2 separate regions of the Cricetulus griseus genome follow, and region 2 is linked to region 1. A link is a contact called in public Micro-C data. All regions are on one chromosome and are shown on one strand. The core of a region is the stretch at or near the end of the contact, and the rest is flanking DNA. Distances in the headings are between cores, read along the strand shown.

The links. Hi-C and Micro-C count contacts between places; a contact is called where the count stands out from the background.
Region 2: a Micro-C map of the CHO-K1 cell line shows a contact between it and region 1, with 3 times the contacts expected there. The contact joins the enhancer-like site here to the promoter of Plxnd1 in region 1. A contact is called at or near these places in 5 of 8 Hi-C or Micro-C datasets (the CHK-Q cell line, the CHL-YN cell line, the CHO-K1 cell line and 1 more).

What each region holds. Positions count from the first base shown.
Region 1 is chr8:28,869,685-28,872,679 of CriGri-PICRH-1.0, forward strand. Plxnd1 (plexin-D1) reads left to right here and starts at 1,598. Exons shown (of 36, transcript XM_027429191.2): 1 at 1,598-2,929. The coding sequence starts at 1,613.
Region 2 is chr8:28,962,039-28,965,033 of CriGri-PICRH-1.0, forward strand. It overlaps Ift122 (intraflagellar transport protein 122 homolog), which reads right to left. Exons shown (of 30, transcript XM_027429183.2): 17 at 1,875-1,928. Among named protein-coding and RNA genes, the nearest start is that of Rho, 29 kb to the left of the region's middle. Within about 2 kb of position 1,458, at least 1 of the 6 cell types and tissues checked has open chromatin away from gene starts, as enhancers often do. A contact at or near this core is called in the CHO-K1 cell line, where this site is marked.

The DNA.
Region 1 (2,995 bases), core at 348-2,847:
CCCCTGAGTGCTCAGGTTGGAGGGGCCAGGACAGAAGTCTCCAATTTCCTGTCAAGGAACACTCCAGACCATCAAAGCCAAGGATAGGCACGGGTTGGGACATGGCAGGCAGGCACAGTAACAGGAAGGCTGGGGTGGAGACAGGGAAGTGGGGGTAGCTGTAAGCTGGGCCTGTTCTGCTGACCCCTCAGGCACAGGGAAACCCCCTCCCCACCCTTCCTTCCTATCAAGTGGGAGCAAGGCAGGAGAGGTCACCCTCTGCGTAAGGGCCATCAGCCTTAAGTGACAGCTGCAAGCTGATAGGAGATCCTGACTGAGAACCTGTAGCTGAAGGACTGTGCCTTCAAACAATGGAACTGTGCCCCAACTTCCCCCTTAGCTGTGGATCTTGGGCTTCACTTCTGGGGCCTCAGTTTCCATGTATGTAAAATGGGTTGAGTATTTCTGAGGAGGTTGGCACTTGGCATGGTCCTATGTGGGCATCACCATGCTGTGGAGGGCATCACATGGGGCTGGATTAGGATACCACTACCTGCGTCTATCCCAGGGACTACCTATTCCTTTGTGGGTCAAAGGAGACCGGTGCCCAGTGCCAGGTCATATGTGGGACGACTTATGGTCTTCTCAGAACCCTGGACTAAGGGCAGGGGCCTGGGGGTCCACAGGGTCTGGCTCCACACAGAGACCAATGCCCTGTGGTGTGATGTCGTGCTCAGCCCAGCCTGCCCCATGGTATAGTAAGAGGGACATACTTCCTCTTGATGTATTTTCTACTTTTGCTGTGGATTCATTGCCAAGCTTGTTCTGCAGAGCCTGCTGCTTGCGAAGTCCCTTTACGGGACAGTTTGGGGGGACAGATCATGGGGTCTCGGGGCTTGATGTCCCTTAGTCCGGCTGGCTTTTAGAGTGAGGCTTGGGGAGCAGCATGTGAGGAGGGGCTGTAACCAGAAGCAGCAGGCGGTGGAGGAGAAATGGAGGGCTTCAGGGGACAAGGGAAGGAAGACAGTGGGGAGGGAGAGCTGCGGGAACAGAAAAAAACGCAGTTGAGGGAGAGGGAGTGACGCGGGAGAGGCACGGGGCGGAGTTGACAGGAGCGAAGTAGGGGAGTCGGAGAGACTGAAAGAGCGAAACTCCGCGCGGCGGTGGAAGACAAACCGGCGATCAGAAACAGAAGGAGAAAGGACCAGGAAGAGGAGAAAGACAGGAAAGATAACAAACAAATGTGAGCAAGACCTTCCAGGTGGCCAGGAACCAGGAAAGAGGCAGGCAACTTGCGACCGCTGGGAGAGAGCTTCGGCCGGCGGTCTGCGGCGACCCCAGACCGTGAGCCGGGGATGGGGCGGGGCCCAGGGGCGTGGCCCGGGGCGAAAGGGTGTGGGCCAAGCGGCTGGGGCGGGGAACTGGGCTGGGGGCGTGGTCTCGGCGGAGCCGCCCCCGGGCCGTGCGGCGCGCCAGAGTCGGGCCGGGGCGCCGGGGCCGGGGGCGGCAGGCGCGGGCAGGAAGCGCCTCGCGGCCCGGGCCCGCCCCCCGCCTCTCGCCGCCTCCGAGCTCCCGGCTCCCGGCCGCGCCGCGCCCCATGCACTCGCCGCGCCGCGCGCCCGCGCTCGCCTGGATGGCTCGTCGCGCCGCGGGCGGCGCACCCCCTAGCGCCCGGGCCGCTGCGGCCGTCCCCTTGCCTCCGCGCTCGCACTCGCGGGGCCCGGGTCTGCCGCCGCTGCCTCTGCTGCTGCTGCTCGGAGCGGCGCGGGCCGGCGCCCTGGAGATCCAGCGCCGCTTCCCTTCGCCCACGCCCACCAACAACTTCGCCCTGGACGGCGCGGCGGGCACCGTGTACCTGGCGGCGGTGAACCGCCTGTACCAGCTGTCGAGCGCCAACCTGAGCTTGGAGGCAGAGGCGACCGTGGGCCCCGTGCCGGACAGCCCGCTGTGTCACGCCCCGCAGCTCCCGCAGGCCTCATGCGAGCACCCGCGGCGTCTCACCGACAACTACAACAAAATCCTGCAGCTGGACCCGGGCCAGGGTCTGGTGGTCGCGTGCGGCTCCATCTACCAGGGTCTGTGCCAGCTGCGGCGCCGGGGCAACATCTCGGCCCTGGCTGTGCGCTTCCCGCCTGCCGCGCCGCCCGCCGAGCCGGTCGCCGTGTTCCCCAGTATGCTCAACGTGGCCGCCAACCACCCCAATGCATCCACCGTGGGGCTGGTGCTGCCGCCGGCCGCGGGCACGGGGGGCAGCCGTCTGCTTGTAGGCGCCACGTACACCGGCTACGGCAGCGTCTTCTTCCCGCGCAACCGTAGCCTGGAAGACCACCGCTTCGAGAACACGCCCGAGATCGCCATCCGCTCCCTGGACGCTCGTGGAAACTTGGCCAAGCTCTTCACCTTCGACCTCAACCCGTCCGACGACAACATCCTGAAGATCAAGCAGGGCGCCAAGGAACAGTACAAGCTGGGCTTCGTGAGCGCCTTCTTGCACCCGGCGGCGCCTCCGCGCCGCGCGCAGCCCTACGCGTACCTGGCGCTCAACAGCGAGGCGCGTGCGGGCGACAAGGACAGCCAGGCGCGCAGCCTGCTGGCGCGCATCTGCCTGCCCCGCGGCGCGGGCGGCGACGCCAAGAAGCTTACGGAGTCCTACATCCAGCTGGGCTTGCAGTGTGCGGGCAGCGCGGGCCGCGGCGACCTCTACAGCCGCCTCGTGTCTGTCTTCCCCGCGCGCGACCTGCTCTTCGCCGTCTTCGAGCGGCCCCAGGGCGCCCCAGGTGCCCGCAACGCCCCGGCCGCACTCTGCGTCTTCCGCTTCGCCGACGTGCAGACAGCCATCCGCGCGGCGCGCACCGCCTGCTTCGTGGAGCCGGCACCCGACGTGGTGGCCGTACTGGACAGTGTTGTGCAGGGCACCGGGCCGTCCTGTGAGAACAGACGTAACATACAGGTACGCCCGGGTCTGGGGAGCCTGTTTGGGGATCTGTTGTGCATGCAGGGATGTAGATGTCCCGGA
Region 2 (2,995 bases), core at 208-2,707, 92 kb after region 1:
AGCCCCAGCAGTTGCCTTTTGCTTGTTTTCTATCAAGAGGATCACACTGGAGGAAGATGAGACACAGAATCAAACTCCTAGACAAGCTGGTGGAAGTCTCAGCAGCTGGAGACAACATGCCTCACTAGTGACAGAAATAATTTTTAAACCTTCACATAGTGCAGGCTAATCAACCAAATAAGCCAACATTTTTTCCGTTTTTTTTTTTTTGTTTTTTTTTTTTTTTCTCTCCCCCGAGACACGGTTTCTCTGTGTAGCTTTGTAGACCAGGCTGTCCTCATAAGTGGGACTGTCACCATGAGCAGATTATTCTGCCACCATGCTATCATGCCAGTTATTCAACAGGAACCCTCTGAGGCACACAGCTCCCTGGTTAATGCTGGCCACCTGGAAGCCAGAAGCCGAGGCCTCAGGACAGTCACAAGGGATTAGTTGAGCACACTCTGCTTTTCCCTGAGACGGTGCCATTAGCACAGTCCTCAGATCACTAGCAGGGGCAGACCTTTGGAACTGAGTAAGACATGACAAGGGATAAGATCAGAGCTCACAGAGGCCAGCTACTTTTGAGCAAAGAAAAGTGAGGTTCTGTGGCTTTGGATGAAGATTCCAAGGGCCCAGTTGGCAACACCAAGCACCCGCCCTGAGAGACAGCAGCCGGGGACAACGGCACCCAACCAGCCCTTGCCCACCTGTGTGGGAAGACACTGACAATAGATGACCTGCTGGACAAGGAGGTAGGGAGGGCTCACAAAGTAAAAGCGGCAGAGCTTAAGGAAAAGTGGGGACTAAGTCTGAGTTTCAACTGAGAATTTGAATATGGCCCTCGAGGATATGCCCCATCCTCTCCTAACTTTCCTTTCCTCACCCACAGAACAGGGTTGATCACAACAGCACCTGCCTCATCACACTATGGATCTTGTGCATTGTAGGTCATACTTCGGTTGCACACGAATAGACTGGATATTATAGCCTCCCCTTGTCTCAGCTCTATTTGCTGGTCCCCCCACACAAGGCTGGGTCCTGCACAAGGCTGGGTCCTGCACAAGGCTGGGTCCAACACAAAGCTGGTTCCTGCACAAGGCTGGGTCCTGCACAAGGCTGAGGCCCACGACAAGTGTTTACTCTGCTGAACTGAGTTAGAGGGGCAAGACATTTGCAATTTCCTTACTGCTTCCAACTGAGAGCTCAAATGTGTCTCACATTCCCTTAGCCTTACAATAAATCTGTTCAGGAGAAAAAAATATGTATGCCTTTTTACAGACAGTCAGACAGCACTGCGATACACAGAAATTAAAAATAGTGTCTTCCATCACCCATAATTGGTACAGTCAGAACCAAATTCTTTAGCCCATCACAGGCCTTCTGGGCAGGAGGATGGCTTGATAGGTCTCAGAGCAGCTTAGGAGCATTTAGGAAATGCTTCAACCGCTGGCAGATTACTTGAGTCCAGGAGAATGGGAACAGTCATCCCAGAGAAGGGTATCACATTCCAAGAGCCTGACTCTGCCTCAAACTCCTCCGGGGAAGGATAGATCTCATCTTGTTTTTTCAAGACAGGGTTTTTCTGTGTTATCCCTGGCTGTCCTGGAACTCACTCTGTAGATCAGGCTGGCCTCAAACTCACAGAGATCCACCTGCCTCTGCTTCCCGAGTGACGGGATTAAAGGTGAGCCCCACTATTGCTAGACCCCATTTTAGTAACAAGGAACCAAATACTAAAAGAGATCCAAGCCTTCTGCCTCTACCAAGTGACTAAGGGGCTGTTGTCTCTATGTGGCCACTCTATCTCCCACAACAGATTACAGGCCTGTGTCCCCATGTCGTTGGGACTACTGGCCACTGCATCCTGAGAAGGAAGAGGGTTCATCAGTTACCTCAATACTGCTGATCAGCTCTAGGTATCGAAGGTCCTGGACTCTGGTGAAAGCCTATGGAAAGGGAAAAGAATAGAGTCAGCTGCCTACTTGTTCTCCACAGGCTGGTGGGGTGGGGGCACATCAAGCTCTAGAAAGAGAGCCGGCAAGCAGGGAAGGGAAGTCTGATTCATCATTGTGTGCTTGGGAGGTGTGCCACCCAGCGAGGCGCAGGCTGTCTTCATTTCAAGGATTAGTCCTTACAAAGAACTGTAAAGAAAGTCCTGGGAGCATCAATCATTTTGGGATTAGGTAAAACAGAACTATGATCCTGTAGTCTGCAGTGAAAGCCCTTGCCAGACACTGCTCATAATGGAAAGGCAGGCTGGGCTGATTCCAGTCAATGGCATCTGCAGAGTAGGCAAGACACGGAGACAAGAGCCCGCACGCTTGTCCCTGTGTCTTGGATGGGAAGCAGAAGACAACTCTGCTAACCCAATGGTGCTTTGCATTTCGGGGCACACAGTTTGAAGGGAAGGAGAGGAGGAGGGAAAAGGTCAGGAAAGAAGAATGGTTCTGAAGGAGGACAGCAGGGAATAATCTCGCAGTCTCTAGAAAGCAAACTTGCGTGTTAACCCTGAACATGCATCGTCTGCTTAGACTCACGGTAGAGGTAGATTTCTAATGCATGGATTTCTGGAAGGTTGTGAGGCCAGGCAGACTGGTGCCAAGGAAGAGCCTTTGGCTGCTTTCAGGTACCACAAGGGGCTTAGGGGAACTGACCTTCACGTGCTCTGCTGGCAACATTTCTGCCCAGCTGTGCTTCCTGCATTGCCCATGTAAAATGGACTGACACATGCCCTGAGCAGCAGCTCCTGGGCCATTATGGTCTAGAATGCACAACAGCCGTTGGCCACTGCAAGGCACCCTCTGTGCTAGAAGAATCGGGTAGGGTGGGGGTGATCAAGTCATCTGGCTTCCGGCTGCCTCACAGATGACCACAGGGTGATTTCATCCTCTCACCCTACAGGGCCAGGATCTATTCAAAGGCTAGGGACACAGGAATTTCACTTGGCTTCTGTCCCCCTTCCTAGTTCAGGGGTTCACAGTGGAAAGGGGAAGCTAGGCAGATTAAACAGAGA